2 separate regions of the Hordeum vulgare genome follow, and region 1 is linked to region 2. A link is a contact called in public Hi-C data. All regions are on one chromosome and are shown on one strand. Each heading gives the region's core, a stretch centred on a gene start, on an enhancer-like site or on the middle of the called end of the contact. The rest is flanking DNA. Distances are from core to core; before and after follow the strand shown.

What was found. Hi-C and Micro-C count contacts between places; a contact is called where the count stands out from the background.
Region 1: a Hi-C map of seedling shows a contact between it and region 2, with 2.8 times the contacts expected there. The contact joins the promoter of LOC123452208 here to the promoter of LOC123452205 in region 2. A contact is called at or near these places in 1 of 6 Hi-C or Micro-C datasets (seedling) and 1 of 1 datasets of contacts at active chromatin or transcription factors (embryo).

Annotation. Positions count from the first base shown.
Region 1 is chr5H:526,290,320-526,295,248 of MorexV3_pseudomolecules_assembly, forward strand. LOC123452208 reads left to right here and starts at 3,631. Exons shown (of 10, transcript XM_045128819.1): 1 at 3,631-3,787; 2 at 3,955-4,014; 3 at 4,110-4,149. The coding sequence starts at 3,740. It overlaps LOC123452207, which reads right to left. Exons shown (of 6, transcript XM_045128818.1): 1 at 4,786-4,929. The coding sequence starts at 4,806.
Region 2 is chr5H:526,129,306-526,134,653 of MorexV3_pseudomolecules_assembly, forward strand. It overlaps LOC123452205, which reads right to left and starts at 3,472. Exons shown (of 7, transcript XM_045128816.1): 1 at 2,557-3,472; 2 at 2,243-2,479; 3 at 1,080-1,294; 4 at 757-932. The coding sequence starts at 2,937.

The DNA of each region.
Region 1 (4,929 bases), core at 2,381-4,880, 160 kb after region 2:
GCATTGTTTTCGTTGGAGAGCGACCGATTCTTTGAATCACTGGTCACCCCAACTCCACTAGAATGCAAGTGTGCCCCTCCTCTTCCCAAGTAGCAAAAATGCAATTCTAGATCTGAGGTTGGACCCAACAAGGACGGAGGTGATGGTGGGTCACGTGCTCGTAGCAATGGGGAGTGAGAGGAGTTGGGATGTTAATACCGATTTACCACATGATATGGTTGAGCATGGTACATCAAATCATAGTTAATTTGGAAAAGTGTACATAAATCAATATCAAATTAGATCAAGACACATATGAGAAATGATGTGGCACATGGATAACCCGATCGGGACAAATATGACAATAGATGTGTCCAACCAGTCGGTACAATTTATGGACATAATCCACTTTAGAGGAAAAAATATGGTTGGGGCTTTTCACTAATATGATTTTCTATATGAATAGGGTAAATATTCCACCAATATATGCATATTTAATGTTCCAAATTTAGGAAGGCATTTCACATGATTAGCACACTACTAAAAGGGGTTAAGAACAAATGTGGTCCTGGATGAAGTGGTGCTAGAGATAGAGTCGTCCGATTCAGAGTCTAGAGCCAAGGTTGGACAAATTTTTGACACCAAGGAAGATGGTGGCACCCCTGATGGTCGTCTATATGCCCCACACTCCTCTCCCCACGAAGACAGGGACGATGCCTATGAACGGGCTCTGTGTCCCTCGCTCCTCGTGTGAGTCCAAAGGCGGACCGAGTGGTGCCTAAGTAGGAAGGTGATGAAGAGATGACACGAGAGAGGTGCGCAACCCTAACCCTAGTGTGTACCCATCACCAACCACACGCAAAGAACAACCCTAACCCTAGTGTGTCGCTACACCGCACACAAAGCACAACCCTAAACCTGGTGTCACCCTCCCTCCGCTTTCCCCGTCCGCTGTGTTGCTAACCCTGCTATAGCATAGTCACATCCAATCACACCTTCTCCCCAAGGATAACTCCACTCCTTCGAGTTGGATCTAGAGGAGTCAGATGAATGTGCACGACGCTAGATTTGAGAAACCCGTGAAGGTAAGTGAGACCTCAAAATGTCCTAATCCTTTAAAAATCATATATTTTTACCATTCAATTTCCCTAGATATTGCATTTAGCACCGAAGAAAAACAAACTAAATGGCAAACCAGACTTTTCCACATAAGAACGAATGACAAAGCAATTGTGCACAAGACTACCAAATCTAGATATTGACGAACCGGAATATGTGTGGAAACTCTTGGGCGATGCCAGGTGGACGAGGAGCAGGCGACGCGGGGAAGAAGGTGGCGGAGGCAGCTCGCTCGCGTTTCGCTCCATTAGATTTTGTGTCGTGATTGACCATATGAAGCATCTCGAGGGGCGGATGAAGGGGGGAAGCCAAGGGGGATCTGGATCTTGCTACGTGCTGCCGCAAATGTAGAGCAAGTGGTGGTGGCCTGGTAGGACTGGAGGGGTCCCGGTTTTATTGTCTTTCTTTTCATGTACTTGTATATTATTTCATCAATGTGTATTATCTTGAGATGTCTCATATATTTCCACTCTTTTTAAAAGTATAGGGTTAAAATCGTTTGAGAGTTCTATATTCGAGTAGAACACACTAGTAGAATGTCTGGTTGCGTGCATCTACCCCAACCAGGCCCACGAGGGAAGAATTTGGCCCATTTGGTTGGCTGCATCGCATACAAATGTTGGCCCTCACGGAACTTAAAGCACTCCCGAGCCAGTCCCTTTAGGAACGATCAAATTGATAGTTTCCAGCGAACCATGCTGGATCGAGCCACATCGAGCGCACGTGGTGGGTCTCCTTGCACGAGAGAATACATGAGGGATGCGAGCTTTGTACATGGTTTCTTCTCCTACCTCCACTAAACTCCTCCCTAATCTTATTTTTTGTCCCTTTAATCTACACAACAGTACTTCAATTCGAGATAAGGTCTATACAAAAAAGATGCACATCAATGTCATGGTTCCATTCACGTGATTGGTTCATAGTTTTGTCAACCGTAGACGACGAGGTGACCTTCCGGAGTGGTCATGGCATCCTGTGTGGCTATGAACATAGAAGAAAAGGGGAAGATCATAGAGGAGTAGAGGGAGAAGAAGCATGGGAGAGAGAGGGGAACGAGAGGAGGGGGCGAGCCGGGAATGATGATGTGTCCCAACGGCTCGTCGACCGGCGCGACGCGAGGAGAAGCGACTGCTCGAATGGGAGGCATATGCGCTCGGAACAGGTGCTGGGAAAGTCCATCACCTCTTGGAGCAACAACACGATGAGAGTGGAACGCGTGGGCGAGCTCGATCAGCAGGTGTCCGTGGCGGTGCATCGGAGGAGCCGACAGGGGCGAACTTCCGACCTGACGCAACGGCCGCGCATCAGTCCAACGGAGGCGGGAGCGTAAGTAGGGCTACGCTGCGAGGCGGTGGGCGGGGGCCATGCAGCGGCGTGTCGGCACCGTGAGTCGGGCGCTCTATCTTTGTACCGAATGAAGCGTGAGGTCATGCAGAGAACCCTCTGTGTTGGATTAGGGGGGATGATTTTGGATTGGAGGTCGACGTCGAGGGAGGGGCGGCGCTCGCGTATGCCTTTGTGTAACTCGAGAGTTTGTCGGGACTGTCGTTCATAAAGACCTTGTGTTTTGGACGCATTGTGCAGCTTGATTGCAAGTCAACGACCGGAGCGCGATCGTCTTAGCCGTCATGAAGACGGTCGACAACTTCATCCACGTCGATAGGGTCAACGCCAAGTCCGCCATCGCGAGCACACTATTAAGAACTCTATTGTAACTCACTCTCTCATATGTATGTGTTAACTCTTAATCACATTGTCATCCAACCAAACACAGGTCACTTGCATCTGCCAAGCCAATGCACAAAACCAAATGGCAAGAAAAAAATCCTTCTCTAATGCAGACAATCTATATGCAAGCAATCAAACTAAGTACAGATGATGTTTTTATGCGTGCATTAGCTTAATCGGACTCAAAAAAGACAAGTATGCAAAGTGCTGCAAACCAATCCGTGGTTGGATGGTTAGGAGGCTGTGGTATCCCCTGCCCACCAGAGTTCAAGTCCCAGACTTGACATTGGTGCTTGCATTTTTCTGGATTTATTTTAGGTCTTCCGGCGATGTACTTTCAGTGGGAGGAGACGTTCCCGTCGATAATGAAGGCGTCAGTGGCGGCTTCGTCAATCTCAAGATTATGTGCCGGCTTAGCCTCTCGAAGGTGCTCATAGGGATAAGGTGTGCGTGCGTGCGTTTATAGGGGTGGGTGTACGCTCATGTATGTGAGCGACTTCGAATGTACTCTGTTAAAAAAAATATGCAAAGTGCTAAAAAAAATTCAAGTAACCAAACGCCTCGTGGTAGTTTCAATCCCACTTGTACGTATACGTGGACACTGCCACGCAGGCAGGTAGTGTCAGTGTCTGCAGCCAAGGACACATCATCCCAAGCCACGGCAAACTATTGGACAGCGCCACGCGCGCAGAAGGTCTACGTGGCCTCTCGCGCATCGACGGCCGATCGGCGCGCAACCGACGGCACAGATGAACCCACGTACGAAACCACAAAATAAATAAAATCTCTCGCAATTAAAGCTCAGCACGAAGCAACCCCTCAAATGGCAACTCCCCCGATCCCGAAGACGACGCTCCGAGTCGGCTCCCACTGATCGCTTCTAGAAGCTTCCACAGAGCTCCGGCCCGCCGCCATGGCCGCGCCCTTCTTCTCCACCCCCTTCCAACCCTACGTCTACCAGGTCGGTGCTGCTCCCATGTCTCGCACGTTTGTCGTCCCCGCGTAGATGCTAGGTCTGGATTCGAGGTCGTGGGGGCTGGATCCGCATGATCCGTGGCGCTCTGCTCCCGATTGGACCCCCTCTCATGATCTGATCCTGTTTGAATTGCGTGGTTCCCCTTTTTGCAGAGCCAGCAGGGATCTGTGACGGCGTTTCAGATATCCGGTGGGGATGTGCAGGTCCTGCAGGTAGTTTCCGGTGCCTAATTCTCGCTCGCCTGTTCTATATTCAGATGAATTCAGTTGTCTTCATTTCTAATTACTGATGGGAAAATGGTTTTAAGGTGATGGTGAAGTCGCAGGACAAGTTGACGGCGAAACCAGGTAATTCAACCCACTCGTTTCTGTTCTGCGGCTGAAATTTGCAGGTTGCAAGCTTAACAAGTATAGTTTGAGTGACATGCCGAATACATTTTTAGTTACTCGGGTCTGCTAGCCTGGTATTCATGTGGCACTTGGCAGAAATTGTTAAAAAGTGTCACCCACAGTTTCAACTGTATATTATTCCTAAAACGATTTTAATGTTTTGTATACCTATTTGGCATGCCCACTTCGGTTTTGTTCAATAGCACCTTGAAAAATCATTGTGCATCAGCCGTGTGTTGATAGTTGTTACTGCAAGGTGCTTATCATGTCACTTATTTTCTTTCTATGTATGATGCGACACTCATATAGGTTGTTTGCGTGTACCTTTTTTCTCTCATTGCTGTCAATGTTCAGGATTTGGGGAACTGCTAGCTGCTTGGTCCGCTGCTGAGTAGGGATTAATCGGCGAATCGGCCTATTAACTGAATTATCGATAACCCATTTCTCGCTAGATTAACTAGGGTCGTATTGATATATCCTACTAGGCTACATGGCAACATACTATGTACTAAATGTCTGAATATGCGATCCTGGGCTACATAGTTACATACACATCATGAATCTTCACAGATCACATAGGAGAGGGGAGATTACCTTGATGTTTGAGGAAGCCATGGACAGAGGACGGGCGGAGTAGGCGAGGAAGCAGGAAGAAGTAGCAAGCTTGGGGAAGCAATCTTGAGGACGGCGCCGTCGGCTGGTCGGTGAGGAGACGGCAAGCTCGGGGGCGGGGGCACT
Region 2 (5,348 bases), core at 2,222-4,721:
AGAAATTCCCCGGTTAGCCATAGACCTAAAAAAGGACCGTTTTCAAAATTTATATGGGTACAGCTATTAGGCTGCACAATAGACATAATTGTAAAAAGAAGATTCAATGCATAATAGCAATTGCAGATGTGGAATGCGTAACAACACGTCACGCGACCCTCATACTCATTATCTTCATTATTTCCCATGTAATTCCATAGGTAATGTTGCCGACTCATGTTGTTATCCTTTATATACAGTGAAATGTCGTGTCAATGGATTATCTTATCAGTAAGACGTCTACTAAGTGGTAAATGACAAAGTCAATGGTGAAGATTCAATGAAGCATAGAAGTATGGAATGGACATGCATAGTATGGAGCTGCTGCAACGTGCTAGTTGTAACAGAACCGTATACTCTTGCAGGAAAACAACAGGCTTCACTTATGAAACAAAACCACCGAAAACATAAAGATATAAAATAAAAGCTAATACTGACATACAAGAACCGAGGTGAATACTGTGTACATTCAAGGAAGTTATTTAGTAGATACAAGAAAAGAGAATAAAAGAACCTCACACCCCAGGTATGTATAGTAACTAGTGCTACCAAGTTAAATTTCTTCCAAAAAAAAGTCACAAGGGTGGCCAAACATAGAAAAAAAAGGACCGGCATAGAAGAAATGGCTCTGGAGAGGTCAAAAATCATATGCATTGGTTTACAGAAGCACCCATTACTCATTAGATGCTACACGCTACAGTGGTTTTAAGGTCTAACCTCTTTGAATCCCGCCTCCTGCAGTAGCAGGAATCTTCCATATGAACATAGAGAAAAATGTGCTAGGTTCAACATCTGGAAAGTTGCTCTTGATAAACTCTCCAACTTTTATTCTACTTGTGAATGATGTCTTTTTACCAGTAGCATCACGAAAACGCGAGGGCGGGGCAAGATATCTGTACAAAGTCAAATCCACAACATAAGTCAATATGCTAAAGCTAAATTGAGAAATTAACCCTCTCTACGAATTTCTGCATTTTTTGCTTGGGCAAGACTACTGAAATTTGGATCTAACCTATTAAGGCCTTGACAAAAGCATTTACCTGTCAATCCAGTGACCACCTGCAGCAATTCTGTTCCCCACTTTCCACTGCCACTGATCTCCAGGAGATGGCCAATTTTCAGGAGCATAGGGCAAACCCTTGCCATATGCATTAGCATGAACAGGTATGGCAACAAGGCCATTCTCACTTTTGCACAATTCTGATAAATCGAGTTCCCCAATAAAGTTATTTTCTTCTACCACATCATCAGGTAGCTGAAAGGAACAAGAATCTAATCAATGCACAGCTCAAATTCTACTTAACTCGGGAGATATTAAGATAGAACTTTCCCAATATTACGTTTTCCAAGAAATCATGTTAAGAAAATGCTTGAAATTCATACGTTGCTGTTGAGAAAAGGAAGTTTTATTTCATTTACCACTAGGACACAGTTACCCTGGTTCAGATTTCTTAATACACTTTTCCCCATATAAAGCAGAGATATATTATAACACTCACTCCATTAAGATTAATACAAATATAATGGAAGCAAGTAAGTTGTTATTCAGGGCCTTAAGGTTATGTAAGTGTATCACTCTGCTGAACAATACTGGTAAAATTTCATTTCTAGGGGTAGAGGGCGAATTCATTCACAAGTAGAAAGTGCCATGGGAGAATATCTTAATTACCAAGTATATTCAAATATAGAAACACAAACAGGCCGATTCAAATAGCTACCTTGCCCGAGTGAATAGGTTCACAAATTAACAACTTATTGTACAAGCAGGCAACTGTACCAGAATGGCACAAGAATGTGTAGATTATGAGAGAAGTCACACCATAAAGCTAAAAGGCATAACTTAGTGCGCTTCCATTTATCCATGTTCTGATATTCCCATACGCATCCAGTAAGCAAAAGACCCTGATTCAAGTCCTGCTTAGTCCTAGCCAACATTGACACATTTGTTGTTTGGCAAATCATGGCTTGCCATATTAACTACGGCAACCAAATCACACGTCACACAATTGTGACAATAGCCCTAAGGAAACATGGTAGACCACAAACCTAGCGATGAAACAAACATTGGTGGTTTGCCTAAGAAAGTGATAACCTAAAGTTAGGCACTGAAACCAACACCATGCTAAGCTTACTTTGATCAGCAACCATAACAAAATAACATGCACTATTTGGTTGACAACTGTTCAGCTTCAGGGATCGATACCTCATTTTTATCCATTACTTGATTTGAACTTTGGACGATCGCTAACTCAAAGCCATTTGATGACGTCTGTTGACGTTGAGGTCTATCCTTTGGTGGTTCTATTCGCGCCTTTTTTTTCGAAGGACCTTTCGAGTTCTCAAAAGCAGGTCGTCTCTCCCTATCCTTACCAAATAACTCCAATAACCTATCGTAATGGTCAATGGTCTTCGTCATCCATTTCTTGGCTTCTGGTTTTTTCTACAAGATCAAAGCAAAAGAAATTATATCAGCTTGGCAACACACATATATATATGCTTGATCAGTGGCACACAGACCTCAATCAATTCCCTCCAGACTTGAGGGTCGGCGTGGAACCTCCGGGTTGCCGGGTTCCATTTAATCCCGCTCTCCTTGTCGAAAAGGTTCTCGCATTCATGGAACATGTCCTTGACATGCTTGAGACGGTTCTTGATGTTGGACCTGTCGATCCCCACCCCGAACCTCTCGCCGACCCCGGTGATGACGCTCTCATAAGCGACGGTCATGAACCTGCCCTCGGCGCTCCTTTTCCCGATATCCTGCTGGTGCAGGAGCGAGTCGATGAGATACTCATTCATCTCTTCGGTCCAAACCACAATATCCCTGCCGTGCGGCCTGGAGGCAGACCCTCCATTGCTGCCGCCGGAGCCGAACTGGTTCGTGGAGATACTGGTCATCTCCCCAGGTCCAAACCCCTCCGACGACCCCTGGCACCAGGGGCGGATCTAGACGGCGTTCCGGGCGTGCGCGGCGGCACACCCAGAGGTCGTGAGGTTCAGCGGGACTTAACCAGTCGCCGGATAAAATCAAACCCCACACATCGAAACGAATGAAAACAAGGACGGCGGTACGGGGTGGAGGGAGAAGGCAGGAACGCGATGCGCCGACGAGGAAGAACTGGACGGAACGGGGACGGCGAGGGCGGGCGGGGCTGAGGCGGTCGGCGGTCGGCGGGCGGAATTGAGGCGGGCGGCGGGAGGCGGATGTAGGGCGCGGCGGTGGGCGGCTAGCGGGGAGAGATCTGCCGGGCCTCGGGATGGATAGGGTATGAGATTTGCTCCTCGCGTGATCTTACCAGCGATGGGGAGGGGAGGGGAGGGGAGAGGAGAGGGGAGGAGCCTGAAGAACGAGGGGAACGGGGACGGCGAGGAGGGGGAGAGGACAGACACTGATAACTGCAATCGAACCGAGACCGAGAGACACGTTGAGATTGAGAGAGTGTGCTAGGGCATGTATGTAGACGCCGTATGTAAACGCCCCCGTAGAATACTCTAGGGCCTAGGGTCTAACCGTATGTGATGTAGTAGTAGTATGTTAGGTGGGTGACAACCCATGATTGTCTCTTGTTACTCGATTTGAAAACATTAATTATATAGATCTTATATTATCTCTATAGCAATGAGGTCATCGAAAAACCTCAGAGATCACTTGATGTCTATCTTCTTTCTTTCTCCATCGTCCACACTCAACAACCATCATATCTGGTATTTCTTACCTGCAACCTACATAGGACGAAGATGGCACATGTCCTTGGCTTCAAAGTGATGGCAGTAATGAAAACCTTCTCAACCAACAAAAGCAGTAGTGACATGATCGGGGCTACCTAACCTTTTGATAGGGTTTTAATCTCGCTCTTGATTGTTGATTCTTCCTTGTGGCACATGTTCTTGTGATGTGTTATTCTGTGTGATCTGTATACCCCCATTTTTCTTATCTCCACTTCAACATCCTAGTTTAGAGTTTGTGACGGAGAGGTCGGGATCCCACGTTCCCCTACCATGAAAATCCCTTCACATAATCTCAATTTTCATACAATTGTTTACCTTGTTTGGTTGTCTAGTGTTGCCTTAATGTCAGTGATGGAGGGAGTGGAAGGCCTGATGAAGAAAGTGCAGTTGTTAGATCCAAGAAAACAAGTTGAAGATCGCTAGTAAGGTTGTGACAATGAAACCTCGCGCGATGTGGAAACTGATCTCTATAAAGCCAATGTTGAAGGATTGATCAATACAATTTGCAAGATCTAGTGCCCCTAACTTCAAATATCTCGATGAGAATGTCTTCTTGACATTCTATCAAGCCTTTCGGGAAACACAAAGCATCGGAGGAGGGCCCTTAGAAGTTCGACGATGATCTACTTGTGATGGGGGATTTTGATGCTACCAAAACCATTGAGAAGTACGAGTTTTCATGTATACCAATTTGGTTGTGAATTCTGGACCTACATCTATTGATTGTGAATAAGTGGATGAGGAGAAGCAATAGGAGAAGTTCAAGAAGTTACTGCTAGTGAAGATGGGATGGTTGTACGGCAATAACTTAGGGTGAATGCCTAGATGTGTTAAAACGTTGGATGAGAGCGATTATTGGTCACACAAATAAGGGTGCTCAATAAAAATGAAGAAATGTGTGGTGCGTCAATATGTTAAAATGATTGGGAATGATACCACCGGAGGGGGGACCATGGCAAAAGAAAGCAATTCATGGGGCAGTGAACGTGGAAGACTCCATGAGGAATGCTCGCTTCGACAGTGTGGTTGTGGCTCTAAAATCTCCCATGGAGAAAAGACAATGGATTTTAATCCTACTGAAATGTTGATCAACTAGGGATGAGAGAGAGATCAAGCATTATGAAGTTGATAGATAGGGTAGTGAAGGGTATGACTACAGTTGCAAACATAAAAGCTAACCTTTTCAAGGACATGAAACAAGCATATGGAATTGTAATACTGAGAAGGTTGTCGATGCAATAATAGGCTAGGGGCAACGACGAGATGGTTTGTGGTGAACCAACAAGTAGTATGCATGTGGAGGCGATGGAGGAGTGGAGATCTAAAGGCGAAAGGACTATTTTGGGAAGTGGCCTGCATGGGCCATGCACGTCAAGAGAAAGGAGATAGAAACCTTTTGCATGGGACATGCAACGAACCGACCTAGGAAGGTAAAGGAAAATGAAGAAAACTTAGGGTGTATAAAAGAAAAGGCTGGTAGATGGTAGGTTTCAATGCTGATTTGAATGTAGTCATTAAATAGAAATGAGCAATTACATGCAAGGGCATGGAAGTTGGTGCAAAGAGAAGATAAATGCAAG